Regions from separate parts of the Danio rerio genome. Here region 1 is linked to region 2. A link is a contact called in public HiChIP or PLAC-seq data. All regions are on one chromosome and are shown on one strand. Each heading gives the region's core, a stretch centred on a gene start, on an enhancer-like site or on the middle of the called end of the contact. The rest is flanking DNA. Distances are from core to core; before and after follow the strand shown.

Evidence for each region. HiChIP or PLAC-seq counts read pairs in DNA pulled down with a chosen protein or histone mark.
Region 1: a contact with region 2 is called in an H3K4me3 HiChIP or PLAC-seq map of gastrula embryo, with 4 times the contacts expected there. The contact joins the promoter of ccdc92ba here to the promoter of mnta in region 2. A contact is called at or near these places in 3 of 18 Hi-C or Micro-C datasets (caudal fin, embryo and an unstated tissue) and 2 of 4 datasets of contacts at active chromatin or transcription factors (embryo and gastrula embryo).

The regions. Positions count from the first base shown.
Region 1 is chr15:27,866,600-27,870,043 of GRCz12tu, reverse strand. ccdc92ba (coiled-coil domain containing 92Ba) reads left to right here and starts at 1,643. Exons shown (of 5, transcript XM_005157622.6): 1 at 1,643-2,029. The coding sequence starts at 2,018. LOC141377847 (a long non-coding RNA gene) reads right to left here and starts at 1,602. Exons shown (of 2, transcript XR_012390870.1): 1 at 1-1,602.
Region 2 is chr15:27,680,308-27,683,487 of GRCz12tu, reverse strand. It overlaps mnta (MAX network transcriptional repressor a), which reads left to right and starts at 1,688. Exons shown (of 6, transcript XM_009291752.5): 1 at 1,688-1,951. The coding sequence starts at 1,879.

The sequences.
Region 1 (3,444 bases), core at 394-2,893, 190 kb before region 2:
ACACCTGATTCAGATCATCAGCTCATTAGCAGAAGACCTGTAATGGGTGTGACAGACGAAGGAGACATGCAAAACGTGCAATGTTGGTGGTCTTCCAGGAACATGGTTGAGAAACACTACCATATTGTACACATATCTATCAAACAATTGCATTATGGAAGAAGTGCACAATTTGTATTGGTTTGGAGTCCACAAATGATAACGAGTAACAGAAGTACTAAATGCAGAGCCTGGTGCTGCGGCAGTCATCAAGGATGTCTTATTTCAGAAAAGCAATTGTGGTAAAACTCTTCGTGAGGTGTTAATTATTGTCATTTCTTTCTTTCTTTAGAACATAATGGTTGCTTTTCTAAAATAAGGCAGGCCTAAGAATAGCTGCTGACAACTGGCACATGAATTAAAATAATTACAAAAGAAGTAAAAGTGTGTTGCAGATTTGAACAATAGCCAGTCTGGAATGGCATATGGGATGGAAAATGCTCATATTACTGCTGAAAATAAAATCAACACCAAGGTTTCTGTTTTTTGCCTATTAAAATATTCATTCATTCATTTTCTCTTTGGCTCAGTCTCTTTATTCATCAGGGTCACCACAGCGGAATGAACCGCCAACTTACCCAGCATAGGTTTTACGTAGCGGATGCCCTTCCAGCCGCAACCCAACACTGGGAAACACCCATACACTCTTGCATTCACACACATATACTATGGCCAATTTAGCTTAGTCAATTCCCCAATAATGAGTGGCTTTGGACTGTGCGGGAAACCGGAGCATCCGTAGCAAACCCTCGCAAACATGCAAGCTCCACACAGAAAAGCCAACTCACCCAGCCTGGGCTCGAATCAGTGACCTTCTTGCTGAGAGGCGATCGTGCTACCCATTGTGCCACCATGACGCCATGAAAATATTATTTGAATCTGAAATATATCTATCTCTAACATTATACAGCCTATACTGTAGCTTTCATCATTCTGCAAGCCATATGAAAGATGTTCTGGAAAACATCTATGTACAGTTTTGATAAAGATCTTTAAACAGTCTGTTTAACAAACAATAAAACATACATTTTAAAGACGATGCAAATTCTATTTAACTATTGTATATAGATTATGCAAAAAAACCTCCTTGTGAGTTTCTTTCTCATATTGAACACAAAAGATATTTCGAAGAAAGCTGAAAACCTGTAACCATTGACATCCATATTCTTCAAATATATCTTCTTTTTTTTCAACGGAAGAAAGTCAAAATTTGGAACTAGTAAATGATAAGTATGATGACAAAATTGTAATTTTTGGGTAAACTTTTCCTTCAAAATCAAGTAGTTTATTATCCAACAATAGGGTATGGTACACAAACTGCTACATTTATTGTTATGCTAGTTTTATAGGCTAAGCAACACACTTAACGCTTTCCCAGTCAGGTGTCAAAGCTAGAGCTACTGTAGCTTCTGAATAATTCCGCTGTACTTTCCACAGTAATTCAGTAATTTAGCTGGACAATTACAATGACCTACATATTAATATCTTAACTTATCGTGCACGACAACAGCATGAGGGACGAGGGTCACCAGCCGCGCGCATGAGCCAGAATCTGCAGCAGAGAGAGAGAGAGAGAGAGAGAGAGAGTTGTGTTTCCTCCATCAGTTGCATCATCGTTTTGGTCCTGAAGGAGCCTCTTCCTGTCTGTCATCGCGATGAAGATGATGATGATGCTGTTCGGCAGACGCAGGACACACGGGCACGCGTATGCCAGCTAAACGCTTGAATTGATCGTGACATTGTCGGATAAAGCAACTGTACATTTGCCGAAATAACGAAGGATTGACAATTGGTCTTTCACGTCAAAGCTCAGCCGGGGCAGATCCTTGTTTAAGTCTCGCTTGTATTGATCTTCCTTAAAGATGTCGTCATCCTATGTGTTCATGGGTCGCTTGGTTGAAGGGCAGAGATGTGGAAGTGAAGGAGTCCGTTCATTCTCATTATTATAACGCCTCGTCTGCTGGATAGTGATTTAAGAATGGAGAACACGGTGAGTGCTGGATTACATTGTGCGCAGTCTTGTCTTTAGCTTAATTGACTATAATAGCCTATAGGAAACGGCTAGCTGCAGCTCATCATTGATATTTCAATATTTTACAGTGGGGTGTAAGTTAGCTGTGTTACTGTGTTATGTTTTTGCAGGCAGTTTATAATAATCCCGATGTTTATAGATTAATAAGCAGGAAAAAAAACGCTCAGAAGTTTCATTTTACATTAGGCTACACGTGAATCTAATTGTTCCAGTTCTAAATGTCTTTATATATATATATATATATATATATATATATATATATATATATATATATATATATATATATATATATATATATATCTTTTTTATTATATAGTATTCAATTTTTGCTATTTTATAATGTAACTTTATTCAAGTGAAAAATAAGATGAATCAACATGACTTAACCATGAGTCATTTAAGGGTCAGACAAAGCAGACCAGAATTGATCTTTTAAGGAGCAGTTTAGCTTTATGAAGACATGTTCTGTTGTTGTTGGTTTACCGTTCATTTAAATATGTGCATTTAAAGAATTTAATAAAATATGTTCTCGATTGAGTAAATATATTATTAAAGGAAATAGCATTAAATAGCACTTGTGACATTGACATAAAAATATTTAAATAAGCATTAATTATATAAAATCATTACAATATTGAGAGTGTAATGAACTATGTACTGTATATTACTCTGATATATTTTTATTTAAACTAAATTGGAAGGTTTAAAAATAATTTCTGATCTACTGTATATTCATTTATGGGGCCCATGACCAAATTGTTATGGGTGTGTGCAGTGAGATTGGACCCTTTGCGGGGCCCACTGAGGGGCAGTATTTCATTTATTTGTCCATGGGCGAGTTTTAGTTTTTTAATTGTTTTTATTGTTTTTATCATAAGAAAATAAACAATAACATAAACAGAACTAAAAAAGGGGTGCAATTTCACAATACACAAACAGTATACAACATAACATAATACAACAACATCCAGAAAGCATAAGAGAAAAAAATAGAATTAAATATAAAAATTAAATAATTTACAGAAAAATGTGTAGGCTTCACAACTCAACATGTCAAACCAATCCCACCTATAATCAGTTAAAAGTCAGCATTGATATAAAATATAATTGGGTTCCAGATAAAAAAAATATGTTTAGTTTGTTTGTTTGCCATCCCATATCGCATTTCTTCCATGGGAAATGCATAACTTAAGCTCATAATCCAGGTTTCAAAGACAGGCACGTGATCCGACTTCCAATTTTGTACAACTATTTTCTTTGCTAAAATTAAACACAAAGATACTGCCTGAGATATATATGTATCTCCTATTTCTGAGGTGTCTCCAGAAATGCCTAGTTTTGGCTCTGGTGACAGATCAGTCCTGTATACTTCA
Region 2 (3,180 bases), core at 439-2,938:
TATATATATATATATAAATGAATGCTCTTCAACATTGATAATGGTATGTGTTCTCAATCTGTTTCTCTTTCTCTCTCCTCTTGAAGACTCCCTACTGTCCTGCAGTTCACTGTCTCAGTGGTCACCATAGATACGGTCACATGACTTTGCCTTTATTCAGTCAGTGCATGTTTCATGGCAGCACAGTCTGTGCTACTTTGATAGGATCTCCAGTGAAAACAAGACTGCAGAGTGAAGCCCTGTATATTGCTAAAAATGACAGACCAGTGTCAATATGCTGGATTTATTTCTGATCTAAGAATTTAGTAGTAGTGAAAGGCAAAAAAAGATGCATAGTGTGTGTGTGTGTGTGTAAATTCCATTCTAAAGACCCACCCCTTCTCTGACAAAGTCCAAAATTTGGCCCCTGAATGAGCTCATTTGTCCCATTTTTGACAGTATGCCATCATAAATTGTGAAAATAACCAATAAAAGAAGGCTTTTATTATTTAAATAGACAAATTCAGACTGAGAAAATGAGCTGGCCAGTTTGTTATTTGCTTATTGGCTAATTTATTTTTATTTTTATTTTTTTTTAAGTTTTAACAGATTCACATTTTCTGATGCATGACAAATTTGCATGCAAAAAAAAGTATTTTTCATATTTCTAAAATTCTAACCTTATTACATTATATGTTAGTAATATAACATTGTAACTTAGTAATATAACATAGTTTAAATGCACGTATGTAAATAAACACATTTTGTAAAAGAAAAAAAATAATATGATAAGCACTTTGACAAAAATGTGAAAAGTATTTTTTGCATTAAAAAGTGTGGAAATGATAAAGCTAATCCAGCACAAATTAGTGCTTAAAATGCGACTAAATGCAGTATTTGAACCTCAATTAACTGCATAAGGTCCACTTTTTGAGAAAAAAGAACCACCCCTTTTAATAGGCTGGCTATGGGCTTAAATAAAGTATATTTAGATAGAAAACAATATTTAAATAGTAAAAACAAATGATCAAAATGTACCTTTTTGCTGTAATTTGCAGACTCAATACATACAAATTATATTTTAATATATGGATCCATTCCAAATCAACAATTTCATAACTGTATCTGAATATGTCCATTGCTTCATAGGCAGATATTTAAATCCTAATGTTTTCTACTACTGTTGTGTTGTTTATCTGTTGTAGAAGTTGTTCACAGCAGACTGTTAATCGATACTCGCAGTGTGTTTGAATCGTGGCTGCATCACAAACAGCACGTCATCGGGTCGGTCTGCAGGTTGCGTTTTCGTTCTCAGTTGTTGGCGTGCGAGACGCGCAGAATGACACCCATGTGAGCAGATACCATGCCTTGTGTGTCTGCTTTCCTATTGGCTGCTTTGAGCTCATGTTTTATTAATGACGCAGAGGCGTGGTGTGTGTAGGTGTATTGCGCAAAACCTGGATTTGACATTTCTATTTTAGGGCGGTCCGCTTTCGTCCTTTTAGCCAACATATGTGTAATACATTAGTATACAAGTCACTGATTGTATTCAATGTTTAGTTTTCGTGTAATTCGTCGAATAAACGCGTTGATAAGAAATATCCATGTCCGTGTTTTGAAAGCCCAGCATGTGTAGGGCGGGGTCACTGAAGCAGGGGGCGTGGCCGAGCTGTCTGTACAATGGCCCGATATGTTGACTGAATAACCCGCCATCTTGTTGTGACTCCTCTACGTGCGTGGAAGAGTGTGACTTCACGGGGGATCCAGTCACGTCTTTCCTTTTATTTTATTATTATTTTATTAAACAGACGAGAAGATTGGGTCCCGAACTGAAGCGTTTGAATCCAGAGAGCTGATTCATTTCTCCAATCGTTTCTTGGACCATAAAACAAAACCGAGATGAGTATCGAGACGCTTTTAGAGGCGGCGAAGTTTTTGGAATTGCAAGCCCTGCAACAACAGAAAGCACGTGGTAAGAAATGAAAAATTTGAGCACATAAACCTTTGTGACAGACAGAGAGTCACTTTAATGTATCAGTATTGCTGTATAATGTTGTAGCAGGTTAATGCGAGACATTGTTGCACGGTTTGCCACAGTCCGCGTAAAAGCAGGGCTGCGTGCTGTGCGTGACATTCAACATTAACGTTATAATATCCTCCTAAAAACAACAGAGTCTGCAAAACTGCAATGTAATCTTCCTACGCGTACTTGCTGTGTGTCAGTTGTAAGCCGGCGTTTTCCGCATAGCGACAGTTGTGTGTTAAAAGGAGGAGAATGTGTGTTTCTTGCTTTAATTGTTGAGATAGTTCACGGTCGATCACTTCATTCAACGCAGTGTTCATGTAGGAAAACATACCTGCTTGCTTTTAAGGGCGGTGGCTTACAAGTACGTGCGCGAGTGCCAGTTGCGCTTTATATAATGATTAGGGGATCACATTACGCAGCTTTCATTCGCTTCCCCTTTGTAGGCAGTAATTGACCCAATGTTGTGATTACTTTCCACATGTTGTTCTTCAGTGCAATAGTTTACGTTTTTATGCATTTCTCACTATTGTTTTCGCTCCCGCGCTGCGTGCGTTCGCTGGCGCTTTCTGTAGAGGCTCGGTGACGTGTCCGCTTTGTCACGCCCAGTTGACGTGTCTGGTGTATTCACGCCCTCCTCTGCGATCCGCGTGGACAGAACCCCTCCCCCGATGTTCCATGTGCGCGGCAGGCGCTGCTCTGTGCGGGAGGGGCTTTACAACCAAAGAGAAAGTAGGACAGTAACCCCCTGCCTGCTTTTCCAAAATGTTCTGCAGTTATATAACGCACTCCTCCGGCTTGGGATCATCGTGTTGGTCTCTAAAAATGTAGTATTCACATATTTGTGTATTTAGGGGTGATCGTGCAATCACAAAATTTAGACGTTTTATTAGTTAATCGTCGAAAATATGCAAATAAAAGGCAGAATACATTTTGGTAACTGATTGTAAAATAATGAGAATATTGAATATTAAATCGATCTAGTTTTTATTGAAGTCTCAGCGTTGGATTTGGTTGTTTTGAAGGCCTTATGCAATTCCAGGTATGGGCCCCAAAGCATTGAAACACAAACATTATATTTCTCTATAGATGTATATGTATTTATACAGTTGAAGTCAGAACTATTCGCCCCCTATTTATATTTTCCCCAAATTTCTGTTTAACAGAGAGATTTTCTC